Regions from separate parts of the Rattus norvegicus genome. Here region 1 is linked to region 2. Evidence: chromatin contacts called from public Hi-C data. All regions are on one chromosome and are shown on one strand. Each heading gives the region's core, a stretch centred on a gene start, on an enhancer-like site or on the middle of the called end of the contact. The rest is flanking DNA. Distances are from core to core; before and after follow the strand shown.

Region 1 (2,957 bases), core at 263-2,762, 55 kb after region 2:
ACATGGTTATGAAATATTCCAGAGATCAAAGCTGTTGAGTGTTGACCTCTACAATATTTTTAGGATACTCTTCTGCCAGCCTCTTTGTTGAACCTCTCAGCTTAAGACACTGAGTGTCAAGGAGCCTTGTTGAGCCAATGGGCAAAAAGCAACCACACAGAGTCGAGATGTTAAGGTCAAAGGTCAGTTGAAGGCATTTGGTATTGATTGGTTTCCTGCTGTTTCTTACCACGGTGGTAGTTTCTTATTTAATTCTGCTTCCAGAACTTCCCTATAGACCTTTGGTAGAAGGATTAATCCCCTATGAATGTATAATCAGGTTCAGAAGGGTTCAGTTGTTGGCCAAGACCAGCTACCTCATTTCAGAAAAGCCAAGTGCCCTGCTGTCAGATATGCAGCAGGTGTTGCTGTCGGACTCCAGCGGCTCCAGGTCTTACATCTTGGCTCTTACTATTCTGCATCGTAGGTTGCGAGCATCACAGTGCCTGGTGTGCATCCTGCACTTATTTTCCAGTGCCAAAGAGCTTTATGCTGTTTATTAACAACCTTGACTCAAGCCCTCCTAACCTGGATAACAGGAAGTGAGCTCATACTTTCATCCTGCTCAGATCAGGGGCTGAACCCTGCTGTGCCACTTTCAAGGAGATTGCCCCCTCGAGCACAGATAGAAAGAGAGCTTGACAGTCTATCTTCATTTGGACCTGTGTGTGGGTGCATAAGTTACATTGAACCCATTTATGAAAGACAGTGTTAGTGGCAAATTATACCATGCTCCTAAGATCGTGAAGTCTTAACCCCTAGCATTTCATTGGGAGGAGGGTCACCGCATGTGCGATTAGTTAAGAGAAGGCCACTCTCGAACAGGGTAGGCCCTAATCCAATAAGATCAGTGCCTTTATACAAAAAAATAACCACTGAAGACTGATGCACAGACAAAACAGTCACTGGAGAGATGTGGCCACAAAGGCGCTGACACCAAGTGTTCACACCAATATTAGCAGCTGGGAGAAGAGAGAGACCTTTCCCTCAAGCTTCAGAGGGACCAGGGACAGACTTCCAGCCTGCAGAACTGAAATAAAACAATCTGTTTGCCTTGTGTTAATCAGTTTAAAGAAGTAACTTCAGGAAAGATGATGTGTGTCCGCTCAGGAGCGGTCAGATCATGAAGGACTGAATTGTTTTCATCTTACGGTGTGATTCTTACTGCCTCATTGGCCTCTTCGTTCCTGTGGATTTTAGTTCTATCCCACATTCAGAGGTGGGGGAAAGATTAAGATTAAGATAAATTAAACCAAAATTATCACTGTAAAGCAAGCGATTTTCAGGAATGCTGCTTTGTTGTTTGGCTTTCAAAGACTATAAAAGGAGCTGAGGATTTTTCCATGACTGAGGCTAATGAAAATGTGGGTACTCTCTGGTCCCCAAAGCACAGTTCATTAAAGGTAATGCCACAGGGGCAGACACTGAAATCCCATGGAAACACTCTGTAACCAGCTTCTACAAGTTTGAAAAACAAGTCTTTGGTTTTCCAAAAACAAATAGTAACTCATTGGTTGGTTGTTGCCCAGCCTACTTCCTCCCCAGGGAAGTGAGTTCATGTCAAAGTCCAGCAGGACTTTGCTGGATTAGAAGTACAGTCTGTCTGCCTTTCTCTCTTTCCTTCTCACTTTCCTTTGCACTTCTGTGCCCTTTCTCTTACAATCTTATACTGACTGCTGAATCACTTTGGCCTTTGCCACTCACTGAGCCAATGGTTGGATACTTTACCTTTTGTTAACCGGTCCTCACTTGGTACAAGCAGAGTAACACAATGTGGCAAGTCCTATAACCTAGAACCTAGGTTCTTCAACAAGCAAAGGATATTAAAAGAAAAGAAACAAATGTTGCACTTGGGTGGAGGAGAGAGTGGAAATTCTGAATCTGAAGCCAGCCTGGTCTACAGAGCAAGTTCCAGAAAAACACAGAGAAACCCTGACTCAGAAAAAAAACAAAACCAAAACAACAACAACAACCACAACAACAGTAACACCAACAACAAAAGCCCGAAGCACATTACATAAGTTGTGTTTCTTTACACCTTCACTTAGGCAAAATATAAAAACATATTTGTAAGACATCTGGAGAAAATTAAGCACAGACTGGATTCTATTGGATGATTATATCATTAGGTAAAATTTGTTGGATATGATTGGTAACTTGTTTGATATGATTGAATTATAAAGTATGTTTATGATTTGCTTTAAAATGTTTTTTGCTCAGAGTGTTGGTGAACAAGGGCATTGATGAAATATCAGTTATGGTCACAGGAGGTTCTTCCATGTTTTTGCATGTTTGAAAAGTTTAACAATGAATGTTTGTGTGTGCATGTGTGTATGTACATGCATGGGTATGTATGTGGTGGCATCGGTGTGCGTGTGCTCAGGTGTGTGTGTGTGTGTGTGTGTGTGTGTGTGTGTGTGTGTGTGTGTAGGTTGCATGTGGAGGCCAGAGGTCAATCTTGGGAATTGTTCCTCAGGTACCGTTCACCTTGTTTTTTCTCTTTATTTTTTGAGACAGGGCCTCTCTGTATATCCCTGTCAGGTCTGGAACTCACTATGTGACCAGACAGACCTGAAACTCACATCTTGCATCTTCTTTTTGAGACAGGGTCTGACAATGTCTGGAACTTATCAAGTAGCCTAGGCTGGATGACCAGTGAACTCCCAGAGATCCATCTCAGCATTGAAATCACAATTGTGCACATCCATTCCTCAACCCTCTCTTTACCAAGAGCCCTGTGATCAAACTCTCAGGCCATCATGCTTTTAAGAAGGCACGTTTCTGACCTAGCCACACTCCAGGTCCACCAAAACATTTTTGCTTATTTGTTTTGCATTCAAATAAGCAAATGGGCTTGAACTCTTTGGTACCAGCATTACAATAGAGTCACCCTTGAGGAGGTGCCCAGGCTGTGGAGC
Region 2 (2,999 bases), core at 346-2,845:
GTGCTGGTTTAGCAGGTGTGAGCTGCCTCGTTTTGGTGTTACCTAGTTACATTAATATGTGGTCATTGGGGGAACTGGGTGAAGGATACAGAGAAAGAGGATGTACCCACTGCATACTTGTAACTTTCCATAAAACTATGCTTTAAAATGAAGAGGAAGCAGGAGCAGGCAGATCTCTGGAGTACCAGGTCAGCCTGGTCTACAGAGTGAGTTCTAGGACAGCCAGGGCTACACAGAGAAACTGTTTCCATCCACCCCCTGAAATCCTCCATTGAACTTCTTGGAAATGGTCCTACATTATATTTTAGTTGGTTGGTGTAAAATAAAATATTCATATGTTGCATGTGAACTAAGCTGATTAGTATCCTAATACAAAGAATTTACCTTAGAAATATTTCTGAGTAACAATTACAATCGGAAAATGTTTCCTTGTGGTTAAAAAGAAAGAAACAATGAAAATAGTTTGGAATGCCTTGAGCAATGTTTATTTCCCCAAAAGCAGGTCCTCCTGGAGAGACTAAGGGAAAGGGAACTTATTTCTGTCCAAGTCCTACTGAGTTCAGGACCTTCCTGATTTTCTGGGAGGATCACTGATGTGGCTATCACTAATGTAATGGTTTTGGAGTTAATTACCATTGTTGAAAAGACCTAGAAGGGCTTTTAAAATAAGTAAATAAGTTTAGTTTTCTGTTTTTTAAAATAAGTAAATAAGTTCCCCCCACTCCTGTTTTAGACATGTGTAATTTATATATGGTATTGACTTCCTGTCAAAAGGGTAGGGGAGTGCCAGCTGGGGGAGGGACTCCAGCGCTGTGTCTAGTGCTGTTCCTTATTTAGGACTTAAATTTACAGTATGGTGAAGGATAAGAGAAAGTCTTTGCCATGTCAGGGTCTTGTGACACCGAAGTTATTTCAGGTTAAAGAAATCATTTGATGCTTCTAATTTTAATGTAGCAATTTCCTTTGCCTGTTAGATGAACCACCCCCATCCCCCTGCAGATGCCAGTGAAGCGAAATGCATGGGGCTCATTATTTGGGGCCACACATTTATTCCCAGACCTTAATCTGTGACATTTGTGTAAGAGGCTCTTTCCACTCATCTGTGGTTAAGGAAAACTACTCAGAAGGTTACTTTGGACCACTGCAATTTTCGTTCCAAGTTATTATCAGGATGTAGGGCCGCTTTGTTTAGGAAATACGCGAGTTAATGTGAAGTCGGGTCTAAAGGAAGAACCTAAGGTTAGGATGGAGTTTGCCCTGGCCCTAAAGCTTCCTCTTTAATTGGGTGCTCAGATCGCTGATCGCACCTCCCCAGCTACCAGTGACCCCACCCGCTGACTCCTGCGCAGACTCAGAAAAGCGCCTCTCCACCCAACGCGCAGGGTAAAAGTGAAGGGCTCCTCCTTTAGCCAATCAACACCGCTCTCTGAACTGGAGGGAAAATGATTGGATTAATGGAGGGCGTCGGCTGAAGGCGGGAGCACAATACTGGCCAATCCCCGGAGGCCATCAGGTCCATGCCCAGTTTGAGGCACCACCCCAGCCCGGTCCTTGGGCGCGCGTCCCGGTGGGGCTGGGAATGTCCCGGGCGGAGGCAGCTCAGACCTGATCATTGCACTACCCTGCAAGGCTGTGTTGCAGGGCCCGGAAGGCTCACTGTTCCGAAATGGCCGAGCAGTCAGACAAGGATGTGAAGTACTACACTCTGGAGGAGATTCAGAAGCACAAAGACAGCAAGAGCACCTGGGTGATCCTACATCATAAGGTGTACGATCTGACCAAGTTTCTCGAAGAGGTGAGCTGGGCACGAACGCTCCAGTGGGGCGCGGGGAAGGGTGGCCCCCGCTGTGAGTACCCCAGGCATGACCTGGGACCGAGGTCCGAAAATGCGTCATCTGAGTGCTCAAGTATTTGCGAACATTTAGGAGGGCCTTCCGCGTCTGCACACTTGTGTTCGCCTCTGAGCATGCTCACCTGCTTGTGCACACCTGTGTCTGTGCTCCTGCGTGTCTTAGGTTCGCACATCTGGGCATGCCTCTGGGAGGTCGGGAAGCACCGTTGCCGTGTGAGCTGTTTTTGTAGGCTCCGATGGGCGGAGTATTTGGGAGCCAAAGCTGAATCCTGAAAAGGTGCTCAGGAGTGTCCTGAATAAATGCTACCCACTTGCTGGGAGAGTGCACAACCGCGTAAGGATTTTGAAAGATTCTTTTTTCTTTTGTTCTTTCTTTTGTTCTCATATGAGGTTCTTTCCATGTGGAATAAAAAACTCCTCCATTTTCGAATGGACTTCTAATATTAGCCAGTTGGAGGACCTCTGGTCTTAAAAGCTAATTCCCCCAGAGGGTTCCCTAGGGTTAGAAGTACGCGAAGTTGGGGGGTACTTCCAGGGCTACTCTGATGTCCAGAGCCTCAAGTTCACTAGTGTCCTCTCAATGGTGAGAGGGAAGGTGAAGAAATGTCATTGAGAGCCTGAAGAAATGTCGACCTTAATGGAGTAGTGACTTGTGTAAGAGCCCCAGCACCAGGTGAGTGGCCCAAAGACTCCCTAGTATGTGTCTTGGGCATTTACTAGGGAAAAGAAGTAGGCAGCAGGGTACAGTCAGAAAAATGGAACTTCATCTTTAAGCTACTTTGGAAGTTGTAAAATGGCTCAAGTTAGAGGAAAACATTGCCTCTGGCAATGCTGGTCTCAAGATTGCAGTTTTTGCTGCTGAGCCCATGGGCTTGTAGTCCTTCTCTTTATTCCTTCCAGATGCACTGTTACTCATAGTCACAAGACCTCTACACTCCGCTTCCTCCCAGTAAATAAGAGTGCTTATTGATGGAGGTGATTTGCACCTTTGTTATTTATTGGTGGGCTGGGCAAAAGTAGAGGGTCAGTGTTAAATTGTAATTTACCTCAAGAGACGTTTGTTTTGCAGAGAATGTTAAACACAGAAAAAACTTGAAAGTTTGGAGTTGAAGTTTCATGGTAAAATACTTGACTGTTAATGGTAAAA

Evidence for each region. Hi-C and Micro-C count contacts between places; a contact is called where the count stands out from the background.
Region 1: a contact with region 2 is called in a Hi-C map of liver, with 3 times the contacts expected there. The contact joins the enhancer-like site here to the promoter of Cyb5a in region 2. A contact is called at or near these places in 2 of 12 Hi-C or Micro-C datasets (both in liver).

Annotation. Positions count from the first base shown.
Region 1 is chr18:80,541,834-80,544,790 of GRCr8, forward strand. The region is part of intron 1 of LOC134482966 (a long non-coding RNA gene); the gene reads right to left. Among named protein-coding and RNA genes, the nearest start is that of Timm21, 51 kb to the right of the region's middle. Within about 2 kb of position 1,513, at least 4 of the 93 cell types and tissues checked have an H3K27ac peak or open chromatin away from gene starts, as enhancers often do. A contact at or near this core is called in liver, where this site is marked.
Region 2 is chr18:80,486,414-80,489,412 of GRCr8, forward strand. Cyb5a (cytochrome b5 type A) reads left to right here and starts at 1,596. Exons shown (of 5, transcript NM_022245.2): 1 at 1,596-1,795. The coding sequence starts at 1,667.